3 separate regions of the Hordeum vulgare genome follow, and all the other regions are linked to region 1. The links are chromatin contacts, called in public Hi-C maps. All regions are on one chromosome and are shown on one strand. The core of a region is the stretch at or near the end of the contact, and the rest is flanking DNA. Distances in the headings are between cores, read along the strand shown.

The links. A called contact is a pair of places that touch in the nucleus more often than the background predicts.
Region 2: a Hi-C map of leaf shows a contact between it and region 1, with 3 times the contacts expected there. The contact joins the enhancer-like site here to the promoter of LOC123401384 in region 1. A contact is called at or near these places in 2 of 6 Hi-C or Micro-C datasets (leaf and seedling).
Region 3: a contact with region 1 is called in a Hi-C map of leaf, with 4 times the contacts expected there. The contact joins the promoter of LOC123402722 here to the promoter of LOC123401384 in region 1. A contact is called at or near these places in 4 of 6 Hi-C or Micro-C datasets (leaf, seedling and an unstated tissue).

What each region holds. Positions count from the first base shown.
Region 1 is chr6H:230,380,432-230,382,945 of MorexV3_pseudomolecules_assembly, forward strand. LOC123401384 reads right to left here and starts at 1,261. Exons shown (of 6, transcript XM_045095172.1): 1 at 506-1,261; 2 at 25-401. The coding sequence starts at 335.
Region 2 is chr6H:230,869,337-230,871,850 of MorexV3_pseudomolecules_assembly, forward strand. No RefSeq gene overlaps it. Among protein-coding and RNA genes, the nearest start is that of LOC123401838, 84 kb to the right of the region's middle. Within about 2 kb of position 1,260, at least 1 of the 3 cell types and tissues checked has open chromatin away from gene starts, as enhancers often do. A contact at or near this core is called in leaf, where this site is marked.
Region 3 is chr6H:230,032,296-230,034,809 of MorexV3_pseudomolecules_assembly, forward strand. LOC123402722 (GDSL esterase/lipase At5g45910-like) reads left to right here and starts at 1,260. Exons shown (of 5, transcript XM_045096674.1): 1 at 1,260-1,844; 2 at 1,943-2,158; 3 at 2,259-2,410; 4 at 2,489-2,514. The coding sequence starts at 1,577.

The sequences.
Region 1 (2,514 bases), core at 11-2,510:
TTATTGCTATATACATCATCGTACCTCCTCCAGTCATAGAATGCGGGGGATTGCTGCCGCGGTTGAGGCAGGGGAGGAACAGTCCACGGGTCACCGCCGCCGCGTTGTAGGGAGGACGGCGGGAGCACGCCCGTGGATACCAGGTACTCGGCCGCGAGGCGGCCGGCCTCCATGAGCACCTCGTATCTGCGATGCGGCGGCGCGAGAAGCGGGGGGCGAGGAGGAATTTGAGGAGCGTACAGCTGCTTGTGGCCGCCAGGGTACACGGCGCCACTGCCTCGGCCAAACGGCGGTGGAGGAGGCGGCGGCAGGCGGCTGCGGTGGTGGTACTGCATAGCGACTGTTCACACCTTTGACACCTTGCACCGCGGCCGCGGAATCCACGACAATTCACCAAAAATCTGAAGCGAAGAGGAAGAAGAAAAAAGGACAAAGATTACGATTCTGTAAATTCCCTTGAGGCGAGGAATCGGAAACCCTAGGTAAAAGTGTTGAGCAAACTTACAAATCGGAATTAAAATGTCGATCGAGCCATCGGACTCGGAATCCACGGATTTGGGGACAGCACTAATACAGTTCTTGTTTATATCAACTCGTATGATCGAAGCCAAGAGGGAAGAAACCACAACAAATTGCAAGAATTATACTCCGGTGCTGCTGTTTCCGTTCGCGAATCTGATTTCTACGGCGAAGAATTCGTCGATTTTAATGGGAAAGCGGAAAAGGAGTAGATTAATGGGTGCTGCTTTTGGTTGGTCGGACTGTAATAGTTTCGGATGCGGGCGTGAATGCGCGCGTGGATTTGATGGCTCTATCTGCTGACAGTTGTGCGCGAGGTTTTCCGTTTGGCTTCTTTGGTATAGCCATGACAGATGGCCCCGGAGCTTGTGGGGCTACTCGATAGTCACTTGTGGTTGCACACGGCATTGTTTTTTTTAAGGGCAAAGCAGTTACATCAACACAAGTTATGTGGCCGTTCAAGGAGAAGACACACCATTTGCCACGATAGCGCGACGCGCAACCAAGTCAGCAGGAGGTACCTGGGGCCGGAGTGGGCCACTGTCGCCAACGTCTCATCTCGTACCGCTTAACCAGAAAGCGCATAGGGGAAGGAGTCATCCAGAGGATCAACGAAAAGAATGACACGGTTTTTCCTCAACCACTAATGTCTCCTACCTTTCCCCTTTTTCCCTTTCGGAGATCTCGATCCATTCTTGTAATTTGAAAGCACATATGATCCGTTTGTGGTTTTCGATAATTCATGACAACATACATTGTCTTTTGAAATAATATTTTTACCTAGTATATTTCATGTATAGTCTACAAAAATATTGACCAAAGGATTGTGAGGAGAATCCCCTTGATGCAAGGAAAAGAATAGGATTGGCTCAAACTTCAAGCAAGAAGACTCTACATTTTACATTTGTGAGAAATCACTTTTGAGTCCATAGGAAAGCCAATACTGTTAAAAAGGGATGAGGTATTATGATGAATTGGTTGCTCAAGTGTTTAGAGATAGCCACCACTAAAATTCACTCATTCTCCCACAAAATATCTCTGTCCAAAGCTAAACCAGCAAAATTGGTGCCACCAACTTTTTCCACTCGGCCCTACCGATTTCCCGTCACACAGATCCGCTGTCAAATCTTACCATCTCGGTACCACCAACTTTCATATCGGTGCCACCAAGTTTCATATCGGTGCCACCGAGATCAGTGACCAACTTTCTATTGAGCTAATTACAAGAATCGAAATTTTCGAGATTGGATTCGGTCTCACCGAGATTTGGAAACTGCTCTAGGGCATCCTATTGGTACCACCGAGATTTATATGTTGGTATCACCAAAAATTCAAAAGTTTCCACATTTAATGCAACTCGGTACCATCGAGATTCATTTCGGTGTCACCGAGTTGGGCAATAATGTTGTAACAGTTGGATTTTGGGGATGCCTATATATACCCCTCCACCTCCTCTCATTCGCAGAGGAAGCACTCATAACACACTTACACTTGCGATATCCATTTTTCTAACAGAGAGCCACCTACTCATGTGTTGAGATCAAGAGAATCCAATCCAACCATTTGAACCTTGATCTCTAGCCTCCCCAAGTTGCTTTCCATAATCAATCTCTCCTACCCATGCCAAATCTGTGAGAGAGTGTTTGAGTGTTGAGGAGACTATCTTTTGAAGCACAAGAGCAAGGAGTTGATCGCTCTACCACATCTATTACCTTTTGGAGGGTGGTGCCTCCTAGATTGGTTAGGTGTCGCTTGGGAGCCTCCTACTTCGTGTTGTGGAGTTGAACCAAGAAGTTTGTACGGGCAAGGAGATCGCATACTTCATGAATATCTACCGTGAGTGAGGCTAGTCATGTATGGACGTAAGCCATGGTGGAATAGACAAGGCCGCTTCTTCATGGACCCTTTGTGGGTGGAACCCTCTGTGGACTCTCACAGCCATTACACTCTGTGGGTTGAAGTCTTCACTAACGTGGACGTACGATAACACCACCT
Region 2 (2,514 bases), core at 10-2,509, 490 kb after region 1:
CTGCATTGGGGCTTGTTCAAGCGCTTGTTCAAGTGTCGAGGGATGACCGTGAAGAAGTTTCCTTCCTCAGGGCGAAATACCAATGTAGTACAGCTTTGCAGCGGCTTAGGCATTCAGCTTAGGGGCAAAAGTAGCCTTCTCGAGATGAGGTTTTTGGACTCGGTGAAGAACTGGCAGTGTCGGGGATATACCCCGCAGGTAACCCGGCTTGAAGTATGACCCGTTCAAACTTGGCGACTCACTGGTGACCCGGTCGAGCTTGGCGACTCACTAGTGACATGGTAGGCTGGTCAGACGAATGATAAGACAGAAGGCCCAAGGCCCGACGTGCACCCACGCATAAGGCGGCTGATAGAGAGGCAAGGAGGGCCGGTTCACAAGAGAGAGGCCCAAGAAGAGAAAAGACTCCCGTGGGAAGGAGACAAGACTCATATTAGTATTCAAGAGAGACTAGTCCTAGTCCTACTCCTAGTAGGACTCTACATGTAAACCTACCACTTCCACCTATATAAAGAGGGGTAAGGCGCCCCAAGAGGGACAGATTGTCATTAGAGATAGACAGATTAGACAGCTTCGAGATTAGAGGTAGTTATTCCGCCCCTTGTAATCAAGACCATCATCTTCATCAATGAAACACAAACAGGACGTAGGCTTTTACCTCCATCGGAGGGGTCAAACCTGGGTAAACTCGCGTCTCTCAATTCCGACCAATCCCTCTCAAGCCGCCACATAGTTGCGATGGCCTCACACCTAAGTTCTCTCAGAAGGACATATGTCGTGCCAAAATCACGACATTTGACGCCGACCATGGGGCAAAGCACGATGGTGTTAAGTTCTTGAGGGGATTTCTTCACGGATCGAGAAGTTTGCGATTTGCCGGATGAAAAAGAGCGACCATGAAAGGATCTACATCGATTACGAGTTCATCTGTCAATATTGGAAAAAGTTCCAACATTAGAAATAAACCAGATCGGAGTCAAAATATAAGTTTGATGTTGACCGACCACAAATCGTCTATCTGGCGACAAAATTTGCTGAACCACAGAAGAAGCCTACCGCGTTCGCGGCATTAACGAAAGCAAAGGAAAAGATTGATGTGTTCTACTAACGTTCTCGGGTCAACCTCCATCCATAAAAAAGGGAAAAACTAAAGATAAAAAAAAGATGCATCCTGCCACGGCCTGCTGCTACGTATTGCTCTTAAACGATAAAAGGGGGAGGCCGCGACTTCTTGAAGGAAGAAACAGACGCGGACTTGCCGACCACGTCGCCGGTTGGCATCGAGCCGCCTCACTGCCGCAGCCACACCTTGCGCCGCGCCTACCTCCACTACACCGCACCGGCCTCACCTCAAACTGCCTCACCGCATCAGTTGGCTGTGTCGTGGCCACGCCTTGCGCCGCATCTGCGTCCGCCACACCACGTTGGCTCGGTCTCGAGCCGCCCCGCTGCCTCGTTTGCCTCCGCCGCGCCGCAACTGCCACTGCTGACCACGTCGCCGGCTTGGCTTTCCACCACCAGCTTCGCCTCAAGTCGCCTTGCTTCAAGCTAATCTCATGTCCGAGTCAGCCCCGCCGCGTTCGTCTCTAGTCGACTCACTCTGATCCAATCTCGTGTCCGAGTCGGAGGCCAAGCGAAAGGACCCCTTGCTCCACATCAACATGTACGACGGGACAGAGCAGTACCTCAAGAAGATGCTGCATGACTACTAGCACATGAACTCGGAGTGGAGGACGATCCTGCAGTGCTACTTCAACCCCATCGGTATCCACCAGAGCGGGGACAATGGGGATTACTACAAGCGCATCCCCGAGGCCGAGTTCCGACGGATAGTGGCGGTCGTCGCCTGGGAGGATGCCGAGGGAGTCACGGCGCTCGCGGCGCTCATGGAGATCGGCAACGGTGCTCTCCTTCTGCACTAAGGATGCTACGGGCTAATTCTGTATCAGATGGTTGTTGTCTCAGCTGTTGCAAATACGTGCAAAGGAGACCACTGGCAGTTTCAAATATAAGGAGATCTCGAGTTGTTGTTCCATTGATCGGATCAATAAAAGAAAGAAGAAGGAGCAGTTGACTCGTGAGAAATCAACAATACTTGTATACAGCAATACTAGTCCTACTAGACTCGTGAGAGATCAGACTAGAGGGGGTATTAGTTCCGCAGACATCGCGAGGTGAAATCAAACAAGTAGCACATCCATGCTGCGCCTGGCCCTCTGTATATCCCAGTTCATGCAAAGATCATAGATTATACGATCAAATACATCAGATGATATTCATCCAGTGTAATTTTAGCACATAATAATTTTCTTGAGAATAATTACTCTTCCTACAATATTCTATGCAGGATAATTTTTTAAACAATGGCATTATATCGCGACTATAGAGTTCATGCGAGCATGTGTCCATGCCACACTACTCGACAGATACTTGCGCAAGCCGCCACGTTGGTTCGGTCTACATCAACTCACTGTCCGCACCGGCTTACAGCGCCATGGTCGGCTCACCATCCGT
Region 3 (2,514 bases), core at 10-2,509, 350 kb before region 1:
TTGCCTTCCGAAGCTTCCATGTCCTTGTATCTATGTTGAGCAATCTTGTTCTACAAAATATGAACAAAGTGATGCAATCATTTCCCATGATACATTATGATGATGCACAACTTGAACAAAGGAAAAACAAACTCACATAGTCAGACTCCACGGTGCCACTTGGAGGTGCATTGCGTACTTGCTCCAAGCAAGCCGCCCAACGGCTGCACATAGGCTTGATATTCTCCCAATGCCCTTGAAGCGACCGAAATGTGCCTGCAGTCCTATTAGGATACTTTTTCATAATGCGGAAGTATTGATCTTCGATCCTTTGCCAATATCAACCGCGTTCGTGTCCAACATGTTCATGAACTCGGTTGTTGCATTGTTCGAACCACCGCTATAGCGAACGATAACAAGTCACGAGCTACCGAGACTAATGGCGAAAAATGAAAGGGAATCGCCAAGACTGAAGAGGCATACCTTCCGGCCATTTCGTCAAACACCTCGGTTGCGGGGGGAGCGGGATCGTTCAACGACATCGCCGGAGCATCTCCTTACGGGGGGATGAAGTCAGAGGTTGAATAAGGTGGCTTCCTTGAAGCGAACCTTCCTCCGCTTTACGCCCGTGGCCTTGTCGGCCTTCTCCGCCGTCGGCCGGTATCACACTGCGGCGTTGGCGCCCGGAGCGTGGGCCGTCGCGGCGGGGGCAGCCGGATTCCCGCCCTGCACGACCACGGTGCCCTGCCGCTTGCGGGAAGGCGTGGCGTGTGCTTGGGCGACGGCGGCGGGGGCAACATGGCCGGCGACGAGATCCGCCCCGAGGGGAAGGAGCATGCGCGACCTCGACGGTGACGGGGGACAACATGGGGGTCCTCCATGGCGGTGAGGAACGGCCGGGGAGGAGGAACCGGAGCTTGCGGAGGGGGGGGGGCAATGGTGGCGGAGGGTGCGGGGAGCGGGGATCGGGCGCGCGGAAATATCCCTCCCGCCAAATCTCGCGCGGGATAGGGGTTCAGCTCGGGTCGGCCTCCCAGCCCGTGAAGATAGAGGTTGGGGGAGAAGATTTGCCGCGACCCGCACATTTTTTTACGGACCGGGACGGAATGCGGGGTCTGATTGTGCGGACTTTTTAGCCTCGATCCGTAATTTGACGGTTATTTTACGGGTCGGGACGGGATGCGGGATGTGCTAGAGTTGATCTAGTATGGAGTTGGCTCTCTCAATTCCGCATCCGCTTCCCTCCTAAATTCCTCTTCCCCTGAACCATACAAGGAAGTTTTAGTCTCATGTCCTCTCAATTCCCATTCCCTAGTTTTAATTCCCCCCAACCAAACAGGCTGCTAGTCTTCTTCATGCTCCCACCTCCGCAATAACTCTCACGCCTGCGGCGGGAACGACGTGGGCAGCCAAGAAAACGCCACACGAGCAGCCGCCACCGGTTAGGCCACCAGCGCAGCCCACGCCTACAAGAACCCCCAACCCTAACCGCAATTGCTAGTTCCTCTTAGCTCTCCCACCACCATTTCGTCTTCCTTCTCCTTCTTCTCTTCTTCCTCTCTTCCGTTCCGCGTAGACTGACCCAAGGAGCGGTCGGATGGGTAGATGGGAGGCGCTCGTCGCTATTGCGGTCGTGGCGGTATTTCTCGCGGCGGCGGCCGAGAAAGTGGACGCAGCGAAGGCGGCGGCCAAGGGGAAGTACCAAGCGCTGTTCAACTTCGGGGACTCTCTGGCTGACGCTGGCAATCTGATAGCAAACGGCGTCCCAGACAACCTCACCACGGCGAGGCTGCCTTACGGGCAGACCTACTTTGGCAAACCCACCGGCCGGTGCTCCGACGGCCGCCTAGTAATCGACCACCTGGGTGAGTGCCCGGTTTGATTTGGTTATTTCTTACTGCTTTTCTTGATTCCTCCGAGATTCGGTCCTGATGGGTTTCCTGCGCTTGGTCGGTTATTGCAGCACAAGAATTCGGGCTGTCGCTGCCACCGCCGTCCAAGGCCAATCACTCGGACTTCAAGCACGGCGCCAATTTCGCCATCACCGGCGCGACAGCGCTCGACACGCCCTACTTCGAAGTTAGGGGCCTCGGCGCGGTGGTCTGGAACTCCGGTGCCCTCATGACCCAAATCCAGTGGTTCCGTGATCTCAAGCCTTTCTTGTGCAACTCCACCAAGGGTAAATGTCAAAATCCCACCTTTGCAGCTATGTAGGTGTTGGATTGTGAAATAATTGGGAATTTGCTTTTGAATCTTTTGTTCTCGTGAGGTTTTTGCAGAAGAATGCAAGGAGTTTTATGCCAATTCGCTGTTCGTTATTGGCGAGTTTGGTGGCAACGACTACAATGCGCCCTTGTTTGCAGGCAAGGGCCTTACAGAGGCCTACAAGTTCATGCCGGATGTCATCCAGGGCATCTCCGATGGCGTCGAGGTAGCGATTGCTTCTTTGAGTTATTTGTTCGCTGTTATCAAATGTACTTCCAACTTTAGTTGTTCATGTATGCTTCAGGAATTGATCGCTGAGGGGGCAGCGGA